Linked DNA regions of Mus musculus: region 2 is linked to region 1. A link is a contact called in public HiChIP or PLAC-seq data. All regions are on one chromosome and are shown on one strand. Each heading gives the region's core, a stretch centred on a gene start, on an enhancer-like site or on the middle of the called end of the contact. The rest is flanking DNA. Distances are from core to core; before and after follow the strand shown.

Region 1 (6,407 bases), core at 2,287-4,786:
TCCCAGCCTTTGCTATTCCCTACAATTCCTCAGTTCTTCCAACCTTCCCTTTCCTTGCTTCTGCCTTTTGGTAATATATTTATGGAGTGCATATTTAATGTCAGGTTCTCTGGATGGCTCTCAGGTCGAGAGCCAGCCCTTTGAAGAAGTTGAGAATCTTGTAGTGGAAGTATGAAAGTAACAGAGGAGTTCATATGCAATATGACTCTTGAAACCCCTTGACCTTTTCCCAAAGCCTCTTAGCTGTAATAGGCTAAGCTGACTCTGTCCTTTAGTGAATTCTAGTGTTCTATGATGCCTGCCTAAAGCTAGGTTCTTATCAATGCCTAACCTTAGTCAGACCCCTTCCTTCCTTCCTTCCTTCCTTCCTTCCTTCCTTCCTTCCTTCCTCCCTCCCTCAATAAGCCTCACTTTAATGGCCATTTCCCTCATTTTCTCGGTTGCTTGTGAAAAGTAGTTGAAAGCGTTGGTAAAATAGACATATAAAAACGTTGTGAATGTTAGATAAGATTCCCTTCTCCACTTTTCACTGTAGAAATGATGGACAGAGGTGACACGATATCTCTGTGTGTAAAACTGCTTGCAGCCTAGCCTGATGACCCTAGTCCAGTCCCTGTACCCACATGGTGGAAGAGAGAACTGACTCCTATAAGTTGTCCTCTGACCTTCATATGCACTTCAAGCCACAAGTGTGCCACCTGCATACATTCAACCATGTATATATGTGTGCATATATACACATGTATGAAGATATTTACATATATAGAAAGTGTGAAACATTTTAAAAGAGAAATGAAGAGATTAATTTCCTTCTACAAACAAAAAAATTCAAAAGGCAATTTTAGACAATTCTGAATTGCCTCAACCTCAGTCTCGCCTCACCTATTATACATGTAAAATGATTTGTTGGTTGCCATAGCCCATGGACCCACATCCCTTTAACACATTCTTCTTGGCACAGATAAGTGGCCTTCACTGTGGTAGTAGAATGAGAACAGAGAACGAATCATTTACCCACCTAGGTATGAGAATACAAGCCATAGGAGAACGTCCTCTATTTCAGAGCATCGTCCTTGGAGTCAGACATTGCCGTGATGATCCGGGAGGAGTCTGGGGATTACATGGGAGAGCGGTAGTGGTGCTTGATCCTGCATGATGGATTTCCAATTGAAATTAAGTCTAACAAGGCTCCCTGAGTCAGAAAATGTCATCAAGCCCTGTTCCTACTAACAACTTGAGAGCAGCTGGCTGGATTCACTCCATTAGCTACAGAGGGTGGAGGCAGAGAGTAGGGGCAGATGCTGCCCAAGGACCAGGAACATTCCCGGATCCAATGATGAAAGGCTAGCCTCCTCCCAGCTGTTTGGGATCATGGCTGAGCTAACCCTGATGGCTGGGCTGCAGAAGGGTCTCAGACACTCCTGTTTTTCCATTGGATGTATCCACACAACGGGTGTCAGGATGCTGGTTGACTGTCCGGGAGTGTCCTCTCTCCTATCCCTGCCTCCTGGCTGCCTGAAGTAGTTTCTTTCCCGAATTCTTTCTGAGTGCCTTGAAATATTGTCAGGGCTTCCCCCCCCCCCCAAGCATCTAGTTTGAGGCTCATCCTTTAAAGCAAGCCTATTTTGTCACAGTTGGGGCTTGGTAGAAACTTTTATGCATTATACTGCTATAGATTTTTTTTTTTTTTTGAGGCAGGGCTGAGGTTACAGGTATGTGTCATCATGGTTTGATATGGTGTTAGTGATTGAACCCAGGGCTTTGTGCATGCTAGGCAAGTACTCTACCAACCAAGTTATAGTTCCAGCCCCAGGTTTTCCATTGTTTTCACCCCCTTTTCTTGCCCAATCATGCATCTTCTCAATTTTCTCCCCATTCATTCCCTGTGTTGGCTAGGTGCATAGTTTATTTTATTTTTGACTATTTCAGCTCAACCCTGCATCTCCCCGATATCCTTATGGAAGCCATGTTCCCAAGAACTTGGAGCCTGGCGTTTTAAGAGCTTGGCTTTCTCTGTCGGTGGCCAGTTCTTTCATGTACAGGCTGTTGAGCGAGGAGACTCATGCCTGATACTTGCAGAGCTGGGCTAATGACTCAGTATGAACTGGTGGAGCTCAGAGGCACAACAGAAACCCATTTGTAATGTCCCCCCATCCTTAAGAGGCTGAGCAGCATCAGCAGGGATTAAGAGGAGGCTCCGGGGTTTGTTTTTGCCTCAGGAGGATCATCTTTAAAAACCATGTCCTCAGCATTAAAATGGGCTTGGATTTTCATCCTTTTATATGGTGGTGCCGTCTTCCTAGGGCTCCTGCCTTCGCTGTAGCATTTTTGTGGTAAGACAGACACAGTGTGAAACGTGCCATCTTAACCAGTGTTTAGAAGTGCATCAAGCACACTCACAGCGGTCTCTTGAATGGTCTCATCTTCCCAAGATCAAAGTCCGTACTTACTACACTACCTCCTGGCTCCCCCTTGCTGCCGTCCTTGGCACCCTTCCTCTAACTCACTCAGCTCCTTAGCATCATCTGACCACATTATGTAGTTCTGATAAATCCTGAGAATCCTCTCCACTTGGCCTCTGTAGACTTGTTCTGATGGGCTCCTGTCACTTCTTGGTTTGGAGTTCCTCTCTGAGAGGCAGTTCTGGGGCCTGGCCCTCATGTAAGTCATCTTTTCCCATCTGATCCTTAGGTATGGTCCACCCCACTTTCCTCTTGGTTCGGTTGGTCCTCATTTTCATATCCCATTCCTAATTTGTCCTGCTTTAAGAGACCCTCTTATCGGCATCCTCAAATGCCCCAACTGCTATGTGATGACCTTGTTGTCTCCCCGCATACACACATATTCAGCTGGATTGCTTGTCAGGCTGTTCTTATTTATCTTATTTCCTTCTCAGCCAAGAAGAGTCCCCAGTTCAGTGCTCTCTTTTTCTAGATCCTCAGTGCTCAAACTGTGGTCCATGTCCTGGCAACATTAACATCACTGAGGAGTTTGTCAGAAGTGCAGAGTCCCAGGCTCCACCCCTGACTTACTGAACAGTAATTCTCATTTTAACAAGACCTCCAGATTATAGTGTGCATGTTGAAGCCTAAGAAACACGGCCACAAGAGAGTGATAAGTAATTTATTTTGCAGGTGTTTATAAGTAAAAAAAAAAAAAAAAATCAACACCTGTAGCCTAGATTCAGATGGCATGGATATTGTTGAGGAGGGAAAGAACAGTATTTTGTATGCTTGGACTTCCTGGGGTTCTGAGAGAATGGCCTAGAAAGGCCTAGAGAGAAGCTGAGAAGGCCCAGGAGCCTCCATTCTCATGAGCAAGGCAGGAGGCTCACATAAGGAGAAGGTCCCCAACTGTCTGCTTCTTACTGAGGCAGAACGGAGATTCAGGTCCCTAAAATTCACTTGGAAGTTGGCTGACCATGTCTAGTCAGTCAGTGGTGCTTGTCTCAAAACCCAGCCGGGCTCTCAGCGGTTGGTTTCTGTCTCCATGGCTGGTGCTGACTCATCCTTTGTAGGAGGGCTGACTGTAGCTGGGAAAGGCTGAGGAGCCAGTGTAATTCTCTCCTTCTTCCTCACTCCACTGAAAGGGATCGAGGAGGGGCATGGAGAGCGGAGACAGGGTGTGGGAGTCAAACCTGTTCTTCGCATAGCAATCATCCAGTCTCACTCCAAGAAGTTGAGTCCACAGCTGGGAAAAACTGGAGCCAGTCTGAGTCTGCTTGGCTCGGAGCCAGCCTTCCTGTTTTTTTTTTTTTTTTTTGTTCTTTCTCTTTCTGGGGATCCACAGGAGTGGGAGCATCTTCCTCTAGTCTCAGGTATTAGAGAGCTGTGTCCCATGGAGGCAAAGGTTAGCTAGTGCTGCGAGTTTGAATTCTTGGGCTTTTGCCTGGCCCTCCTCTCTCATCTTCAAAAGAGGATGCCAGGATCCAAGATCTACTTGTGTAGGTTTTGTTTTTAGGGGCTATGCAGTAACTGAAGAACAAGGTGTTTTAGGACAACCTTGAGAGGGCTGTGGACTGTTGTGTGGGAAAATAATGTACACAAAATGTCTCTTTGCCTAGAGTCATGCTTTGTTTTTCTTGGTCCTTGGGTCTCTGCGTGGAGGCTCTATTGGTGAGGCGATGTGTTTCTTGTTCTAATAACAGTGGTCTCTAGAGCAGAGACCCGAGATACCACAGTCTGAGCAAAAGATCCCACGAGTGTCCCTTGTCATGTCCAAGGTTATCACCCTTAGGAGCAATCCTTTGAAGTCTGCCGCATGCTGTGATCTGGTCCTGGGTGTCTTATCTAGGGCTGGCATGAGATTGCTTACATCATCTGTAGTCAGATGTCTTGCTCCCGTAGGTCATACCAATGCTGACCCTAAACTACTGCTAGAACACTCAGTGTCTCTGTGCCCTCAACATGTCCACTCTTCTCACCTGGTGGAGGGCTCCTTGCAAGCCAGGAGAGGTGGCCCCCTCCTCTGTGTCCACTTCATGGAAGTGCAGTAGAGGCTGAGGAGGGGGGAATGTGAAGGAATCATACCCTTCTGGTTCAGAGAGTATGATAAGTTAACTCATTTGCAGTTCCTTGGTGAGAGAAAGAATATGCATTTTTCTGAACTCACTTTTAGGTCACATTGGGTTGCTTTGGTTGAGCAAAATTTGTGGTAAGGTTGTGACTTTAAGCCCGTATTGTTTATTAGGCTTCTTTTCTAAGGTTGTCCCGATTTGGGGAACTTGGAGATTGGGGGTGTATATTGGTGATAGCTGGTAAATGGGAAAAACATAAAATTTTAGTGAGGAGAAGCTATCTCAGGAATCTATAATGAGCACGTGTGTTATTTCTTTTCCAACAGGCTGCATAATTTTTATGACCAATTATTCCATTTGTAACGACGCTGAGATAACAGAGATCCCATCTCACGCTCCACGGCACACGCCAGGCACTCATGGGAGCTCAGGGACACTGTCCCTTCTTCAAGAATTGGACAGCTAGAGTGTTTCCACCAAACTGAATACTAGCAAGGGGGTAGGGTGGGGAGGAAGATGTGAGCCTTTTATAAATAGCAAAGGGGAGAATGAGCTAGATGGGAGGGGGGCATTGGGTATTCCGGGCTTTAAAGTGAAGGAAAAATTGACTGGAGAATAAGTCAAAAGATCAATCTTTTGGCACAAGAATTTTGTGATCCAATATGGCTTTCCAGTGGGCTTTCCTTACACTTCACAAGTGCACAGGTGTCTTCAGCCATAAGTGCTGGAGCCATCCTAAGCTTCAAGGAGCCAGCATTTTTGCTAAGGATTTGGAGGCTCAGATGGAAAAGTTTGGCTTGGGGAGGTTTAGAAAAAGACAATCCCCAGGTGAGGCTCTAAAGGGAGCTCACCTTTGGGGCTGGTAGGCTTCTTTCGTGTGTGTGTGTGTGTGTGTGTGTTGTGTGTGTGTGTTTGTAAAAGTCAGAAGAAACCTCAGGTCTCATTGTTTAGGTGCCATTCATTTTTATTTTATTTTTGAGCTAGGGTCTCTCATTGGCCTGGTTCATATATATATATATATATATATATATATATATATATATATATATATTCATTCATTTATTTTCACTTTTTTTTTTTTAGTATAGAATAGAGTTTATTCATGGGGAGGAGAGTGAAGAGGGCAGTAGAGGCAGAAAAAGGCAGAGAGAAAGAGTAGAGAAGTAGAGGAATAGAGGCCCCGGCCATGAGCATGTGGAGAGAGGGGGGAAGGGAATGGGGAAGGGGCGAGGGGACAGAGTGGGAGCAAGAAAGGAAGCGAAAGAGAGGAACAAGAGCCTCATTATTATTTTTTTTTTAAGCTAGGGTCTCTCATTGGCCTGGAGCTCAACAAGTAGGTTAGGCTGCTGGCTAATGTGCTTCCAGAATCTGTCTCTGCCTACCCAGCCCCTGTAATTACATATCCATACCTAGATTTTGTTTTTTAAAATGGATTCTGGGATTGGACTCAGACCCTAGTACTTGCAGCAAATATGTTCCTGGCTGAACTCTCTCCCCATCCCCTGCTCTTCCATCACACATAGTGTTCCTGTCAGGAGATTGTTCTGCACTGCCCAGACAGACCTGGTGGTCAGTTGCTCAGGTCCGAAGCAGGCAGGTTAGTGATTGGCTTCTAGCTGCCGCCAGTGACTGGCCTAGTCCTGCTTCCAGGATCTCCTCCAAGGTCTTTCCCATCAACTTGCCCTTTTACCACATTTCCGTCTGGTTTTTCTTGTCTACTAATTGTTCAGCGTGAGGTATTTGAAGTCAGGCAGGCCTCGGTTTGAGTCCCACTTAGTATTACATTACTTAGACTCTTTGATGTTCTTTTCCCATCTGTAAAATGGGGATAATAAAGCCCTACCTCTCAAACCTAGTTGTAAGAATTAACTAGGAGGATGTGTAAGCGAGG
Region 2 (6,407 bases), core at 1,204-3,703, 330 kb after region 1:
TCACTCACCTTATGACCTGTCCCTCCCTCGAGGCAGGAGAGGAAGCTCCATCCAAGTATCGGACGGACTAGGGCTAGACATTCCGAGCTCCTACCTAGTGGCGGAGACGACTGAGACTGAGGAGCCTAGGGGGAGACCAAGGATAGATGTGTGAGCTTGTAAGTCCAGGCTGGATCCGACTCTGCCTCTTACTGGTAGATACATCACTCATCTGCCCAGGGGTGGAGATGGGGCAGGGGGAGGGGATGAAAAACACCCACAGCCCATTAACCTACTTTTGCAACTTCATTAAAACAGAGTCTCCGACATGTCGCCATAAATTGTCTTCTGAGGAAGAAGCCAAATCCAACACGGAGTTCAAGCAGCCCAGCCTTGCAGAAGTGGCCGCAATATGGAGTACCGAGAGGAAGAGGAACTGTGTGTGGGGTGGGGTGGGGTAGGAGCAGCACTCAGGACTCTGTGGGCTGGGCTACTCCAGTTCCTGGCACAGGGCCTCCTGGTGCAGATGAGAGACAAACAAGGGCTTTGGACTTTTTCTTCTGGAGAGAACAAGTCTCACTATGTAACAGAGGCCAGCCTCAAACCCATGATCCTCTTGCCTAAGACTCCAAGTGCTGGGATTGGAGATGTGTGCTACCACATTTGGCTAAAGAGCAAGCCTTTCTTTTCTCAGTTCTTGGAGGCCTCACTGATGCTTGAGAAGTGTTCTACCGTAGAGCTACATCCCTAACCCAGGGAAGAGCTCTTCTATAGCATTATACGTGTGATGCTCTGGCCAGGAACCCTCAGAGCTTCCTGGAGTCCCTCTCTACAAAGCTAAACCTCCTCTCAGCTTTACAAGGCCTCCTCCAAGAAGCCACGATTTAGAGCTTGGTATGGCAGCACATGCCTGCAATCCCAGGACTCGGGAGGCTGAAGAAGGAGGATCTCCGGTTCAAAATCAGACTGAACTACACAGTAAGGCCCTCTCTCAAAATAAGAAAACAAAACAAAACCAAAAAAGAAGTCCTCAGTTACTTAGCTTCTCTGTGTCTTATTTTACTCATAGGACTTTTTCTTCTGGAGAACAAGTCTCACTATGCAATTACATAATGCTATATAATCATGTGGTTGAATCTTAAATAGGACAGCCTATGGAAAATGCACAACACGTAGGACCGAGCACATTCTAGGGGTCAAATACATTGGCTATTATCATTGTCCTGCACTCATTTACCTAGGCTTTCAGCCACCTCTAAAGGACCTTTGAAGTTCACGGATTCCAGCTCCATGTCTTACACATGGGAAAAATAAGGCCTAAAAAGAAGAGACTTGGGTCAGAATCAGAACCTAGATTTTCTTTTACCCAGGCTCTTTCCCTGAGACATGCCCTTGCCCTTAGTTGAACAATGAAGAATTCATCTGGGGTAGTGTTGGGTTTTCTGTCACTGAGACAATGACTTGAGGAACAACTTCAAAGGCCATGTCTCTGCTCACAGTTTCAGGCCTTTAACTATGGCCTGGGCAACACTGTGTCCAGTGGAGCAGAGCATCATAGCTGTGATGATGTAGAGGACAGAGTTACTCAGCTTATGGAAACCAGGAACAGGACCCTCCAGAGGTATGCCCCAGTTGCCTTCCTCCATCTAAGCTCCACCTCCTAATGTTTCCATCACACCCTAAAACAGCGCCCCCAGCTGGGGACCAATTGGTTCCACATGCAAGCCTGTGGGGAAATATTTCATATTAAAACCATAACAAGCAGACTGGGGCTTCCTCTGCCACGAGCATTCTATTAGGAATGATTACTTTAGATCCTCTTTTCAAAAAGACCTCCCTGGAAATAAAGAACGAAAAGGAAAACAAAATGACTCACTCTGAATCCCACAACAAACGGGGACCTAGGAGCTGAAGAGTTGGTAAAGTGTTGGCCTAAAATGCCCAAAGCCCTGGGTTCAATCCTCACCACGTTATAAGATGGGTGTGGCGATATAAGCATGTATTCCCAGCACTCAGGAAGTAAAGGTAGGAGTCAGAAATTCCAGAACATCCTTGGCTACATATCAAATTCCAAACCATCATGGGTTAAATGAACCCCTGTCGCAAAGCCAAAAATAGAGAGAAAAAGAAAAAGGAAAAGAAACAAAAAATTAGTTTGACTGTCAGAAGGAAACACTGCAGGGCCAAGAGCAAGATGGCCTGGAGCCTAAACAGAGGGGTCCTCTTTTCTCTACACTGGCAGCCTGTCAGAAAAATACCCTGGGGTGTTACAGATCCCAGGCTTAGACCCTGGCAATGTGGTCTCAGAAATCCAAGAGGTGGGGCCCCAGAGGGGACATGTGCTTCCCAGGGCTTCCTTGTGAGAGAAAAAAATACTACAGGAAGTAGTTCCTGGGGTAGGTTCTTTGGGCTTGTCTACTCTGACAGGAAGTGGGGTACCAGGGAGTGAAGCAGACATGTTGGGCTCTGCTGGTCCAGGTATCTCACCCCGACATGCCTCAGTCCTGAGCCTGTAACTCCACCCTAGCTACAGCCCAAAACAGCACTCCATAAAACACACATTGCTTTAATTTTCCTTTGAAGGGGCAATTTAGCAGGCCACCTGCAAGCCCTTGGGAGAGTTAAGGAGATCTATCTTGTTTTCTCCAAGTGCCCTCCCCAAAGTGGATTCCTGAGGTCAAAGTTCACAGGTAACTATTGAGGAGGAAGAGTGTTTGGAATAAGCATAGTGTTTGCTGAGAGTGGAGAACAGAAGTATTTTTAAATTTATATGAAGGAAAAGAGAGAAAGCAGGAGAAAGCCAGGCCCAGCCAACAATGAGGAACACACAAATGCTGTGTGACTCAGCCTGGATCTTTTCCCTCTCTGGGTCTCCTGTAAGCAAATATCTCATAAAGTAAGAAATGTGTGACTCAGCTCCAGCCTCTGGGGCCCTCACACCTACTCAAGATGAGATTCTCTGATATTCATGCTCACAGCCAAACTTTACTTACAGAGCCCTGGCATTTTCCTTTTTGGGATCTTGCCAGGACTCACTAAGAGCAATTTCAGCCCCCAGCAACCACAGACCCTCCTCTGCCCTCAACTTCACCCCCTGGGTTCTTCTGCCTGTCTTCAAAGGTGGATTTTATTAGGCTGCTGGGAGGAGGGAGCCACCACCCTTCCTTAACTTTTTTTTTCCCAGGGATTTTCCCATGGCCTTTCTCTTCTTCTCTCTAGAGCAGGACTGAGGGGCAGCCGCTCCTTGGTCTCTGGATATATCCAAGATCCTTAGGGACCACAAGAGAGTGGGAGATGTAAGGGACAGGACCCTAGGGTGCCTTGCACAGGTACTGACTCCCCTTCAGCTCCCTGCAAGGAACATCTCCTGTCGGTAAGGTATGTGAAGCTCAGAAGTTTGGGGGTACTCTCTGCAGCCTCCACCAACTCCTCTCCCAGGGGTGATGTGGGAAAATGAGGGCTAGTCAGAAGCAGAAATGTAGGATGGGGGTCTCATTCACTCAGGAGCCCTCCCCCTTCTTCACACTTTGGAAGAGTTTTTCTGGTCTCTTAGAATTCCAGCCTCAGTATTCTCAGAGTAGGGTGATAAAACAAGGAGCCTGTTCTCAGGCTAAGAAGGGCTCCAGAGGTCAGGGTCGGGGATGGAAGGCAGGATATCTTGGCTGTGGGCCGGAAGACAGAAGTATGGGAACCCAGGGTGATGGGAAACTCCGGTCCCTGAGGTAGCAGCAGCAGCAGACCTCACCAGGGGCGCCCACTGGAAACTTGCCAAGCTTCTGCAGCCCCGGCATCCCAGTGGGGACCTGAGAAGGCCTGATGCCAAGTCACAGGGCTGGTTCTAAGGGATGGAAGGGCAGATTCTCCCCCAGCAGTTGTCAAGGGGAAGAGAAACAGAATAGAGCCCACACGAGGGGATTGAGAGGACCAGACAAACCTCAAATAGTGGAGTCTTGTAGTACTCTGTGTGTTAAGCTCCCCCTTTTGTCTGTCTGCTTTTTGCAATACTCTACATAGTCCTAGCTGTCCTGGAACTCAGTATGTAGATCAAAGTGACCTCAAATTCACAGAGCTCCCCCTGCCTCTGCTTCCCAAGTGCTGGAATTAAAGGCATGCACCACCAAGCCTAGTTTAGTTCTCAACCTTTTAAATATAAATAAATTGAAAATATAAGCAATAAGAAAGTGTCCTCATTTCATGCGGATATGCCTAGAATTCACACTCACCTACTTTCTCTGGATCTATAACCCGCCCAACTCAATTTCAACACCATCCATGGCTTACCACTTAACCTTCCCTCTAGGAAGTGGCTGTGTGTCAGTCTGCCGCTGGGCCTGTCTCTAGTCTTACCACCATGGATACACAGAATCTCAGAACAGGGAGGCCCCAGCACCTCATGGTACAACTACAAAGCTGACCAGAGAAACTGCTTGCTCGGGGATCACAGAGCTAGAAAGAAGCAGAGCAGGGACTTGAACGAGTTCATTGGTGTGCTCTCCTCTGTAGTCAGGCTCTCAGCCAGTTATACACATAGATGCCAGGCACCATGGTAGGCCAGGGAAGTGGAAATTAATAGGAGCCCTGCTTCTGAGGCTCAGCAAGGAGAGGGAACTATTCCACATCAACTTCCAAAAGAACATACCCTCTCCAAATGCAAAGCACCAATTCCTAAGAACAGTCAAAAGGCATGCATAAAGCCCAGCGCTGCATGAACCAGGTGTGGTGATAAACACATGTAACCCTGAAACTTGGGGAATAAGAGCAGGACAGGAGTTTAAGGTTATCCTAAGTCATATATTAAGTTCAAGGCCAGCCTGGGGCTACATGAGACCCTTTCAAACAAACAAACAAATAAACAAACCGGTGTCAAGTATATCGACATGCTTCTGTAATCCCAGCACTCAAGAGGGAGGGAAGTAGATCAGGAGTTCATGGCCAGTCTGGGTTGCACAGCAAGACCTTGCCTTAAAAATGGGACCTGAGAGAGCTAAGCATAGTGGAGCATGCTTTAGCCCCAGCACTTGAGAGGCAGAGCCAAGTGGATCTCTGTGAGTTTAAATCTAGCATGATTTATACATTGATTCACGGGACAGCCAGGGCTAGAGAGGGGTTAGAGAGGTGGCTTTGCAGTCAAGAGCAGTTGCTGCTCTTCCAGAGGACCCAGATTCTATTCCCAGTAACCTCATAGAAGCTCACAACCATTTGTAATTCCAGTTTCAGAGGATCATGTGCCCTCTTCTGGCCTCTCTAGGTACTACATGTTACACAGACAAGCAGAAAAAACATCCACATATAAAGTAAGAAGAAATATTTTTTAAAGGTGGAAATAGCCTGAGAAATAACACCAAATGCTTCCTCTACCCTGTCCTTATGCCTCCTGGAAGAGACAGGCACAAACCAGCAGCTATTGAGTGGCACTTTGACCACTCAGGCAGAGGCAATGCAAATATAAATAATTAGTCTTCATTGGAGACTTCATCTTTGTATGTGATAAGGCTGGAGGCAAGTTGGGACTAGATCAGAGAAAGCTGTGAATTCCAGCTGGAAGTCAACTATTTTTCATCGGAACTGGGGAATTACAGAAGGTTTCTATCCGGTGTGAAAGAGAGTCTCATGCAACAGGATTAGAGCTCTGCCCTGGAAGCAGCTCACAAATCAGACAGAATGCCTGTGAGAAAATGTGAAGCAACAAGAATGTTGGTGTGATACTGTCTCTGGAGGTGAGTGTGTGCTCTCACATGCAGATACATGCACACATAAGCCTGGTGATCTAAGAAAGCCTGCTTCCAACCAAACTACCCCAACCCGCTGTAGTGGGGAGGTGATGGACTTCCCTTCCCCCTTTGCCTCCTCATCTTCCTAGATACCTGGCTGGGCAAGAATGCAGCCACCACCCTTCCCTACCACCACCACCACACCACCACTACCACCCCCCACCACCCCCATCTTCCCTCCCCCATGTCCCCAGGCACCTTGTGTATCCAGGCTCTCCCTCAGCCTCCTGCTCTAACTCCAGTCTGCTTCTGCAGTTACTTCCGCAGACACATACACAGCCAGGAACAAAGTGAGCATCTCCCCCACCGGGCAATGCTCCGAAATCTAATGCCAGTAGTGGCTGACACCACCTCAGCATGAGATGGAGACTGACCATCCTTCAGTCTGATGATGACCTCCAAAAAGTAGTGAAGAGTCCAGTACTTCATGAGGTGGAAGGACATTGCTGATGAAGGCAGGACAACTGAGGGGACTGTGTCAACTCTGAGGTGGGGACATGACTGAAAAGATATAAGTAGAGTTGGGGAACTATCCAGAAGAGAAATCAGTGGGGGACATGAGTGACTGACCTCCTGCCCAACCCCCCTCCACTCCTCACTGAAGTCAGGGAGACCCACTGGCATGGTTTAAATCTGAAATGTCCCTTACAGGCACAC

The links. HiChIP or PLAC-seq counts read pairs in DNA pulled down with a chosen protein or histone mark.
Region 2: a contact with region 1 is called in a CTCF HiChIP or PLAC-seq map of the NIH/3T3 cell line, with 7 read pairs. The contact joins two enhancer-like sites. A contact is called at or near these places in 1 of 15 datasets of contacts at CTCF or cohesin (the NIH/3T3 cell line) and 1 of 115 datasets of contacts at active chromatin or transcription factors (SST interneurons).

What each region holds. Positions count from the first base shown.
Region 1 is chr15:102,798,900-102,805,306 of GRCm38.p6, forward strand. All of the region lies in intron 6 of Gm36560 (a long non-coding RNA gene), which reads left to right. Among named protein-coding and RNA genes, the nearest start is that of Gm36560, 48 kb to the left of the region's middle. Within about 2 kb of position 3,537, at least 59 of the 459 cell types and tissues checked have an H3K27ac peak or open chromatin away from gene starts, as enhancers often do. A contact at or near this core is called in the NIH/3T3 cell line, where this site is marked.
Region 2 is chr15:103,125,743-103,132,149 of GRCm38.p6, forward strand. It overlaps D930007P13Rik (Riken cDNA D930007P13 gene), which reads right to left. Exons shown (of 7, transcript NR_045743.1): 4 at 1,217-1,296; 5 at 276-496; 6 at 9-125. Among named protein-coding and RNA genes, the nearest start is that of D930007P13Rik, 18 kb to the right of the region's middle. Within about 2 kb of position 2,454, at least 26 of the 459 cell types and tissues checked have an H3K27ac peak or open chromatin away from gene starts, as enhancers often do. A contact at or near this core is called in the NIH/3T3 cell line, where this site is marked.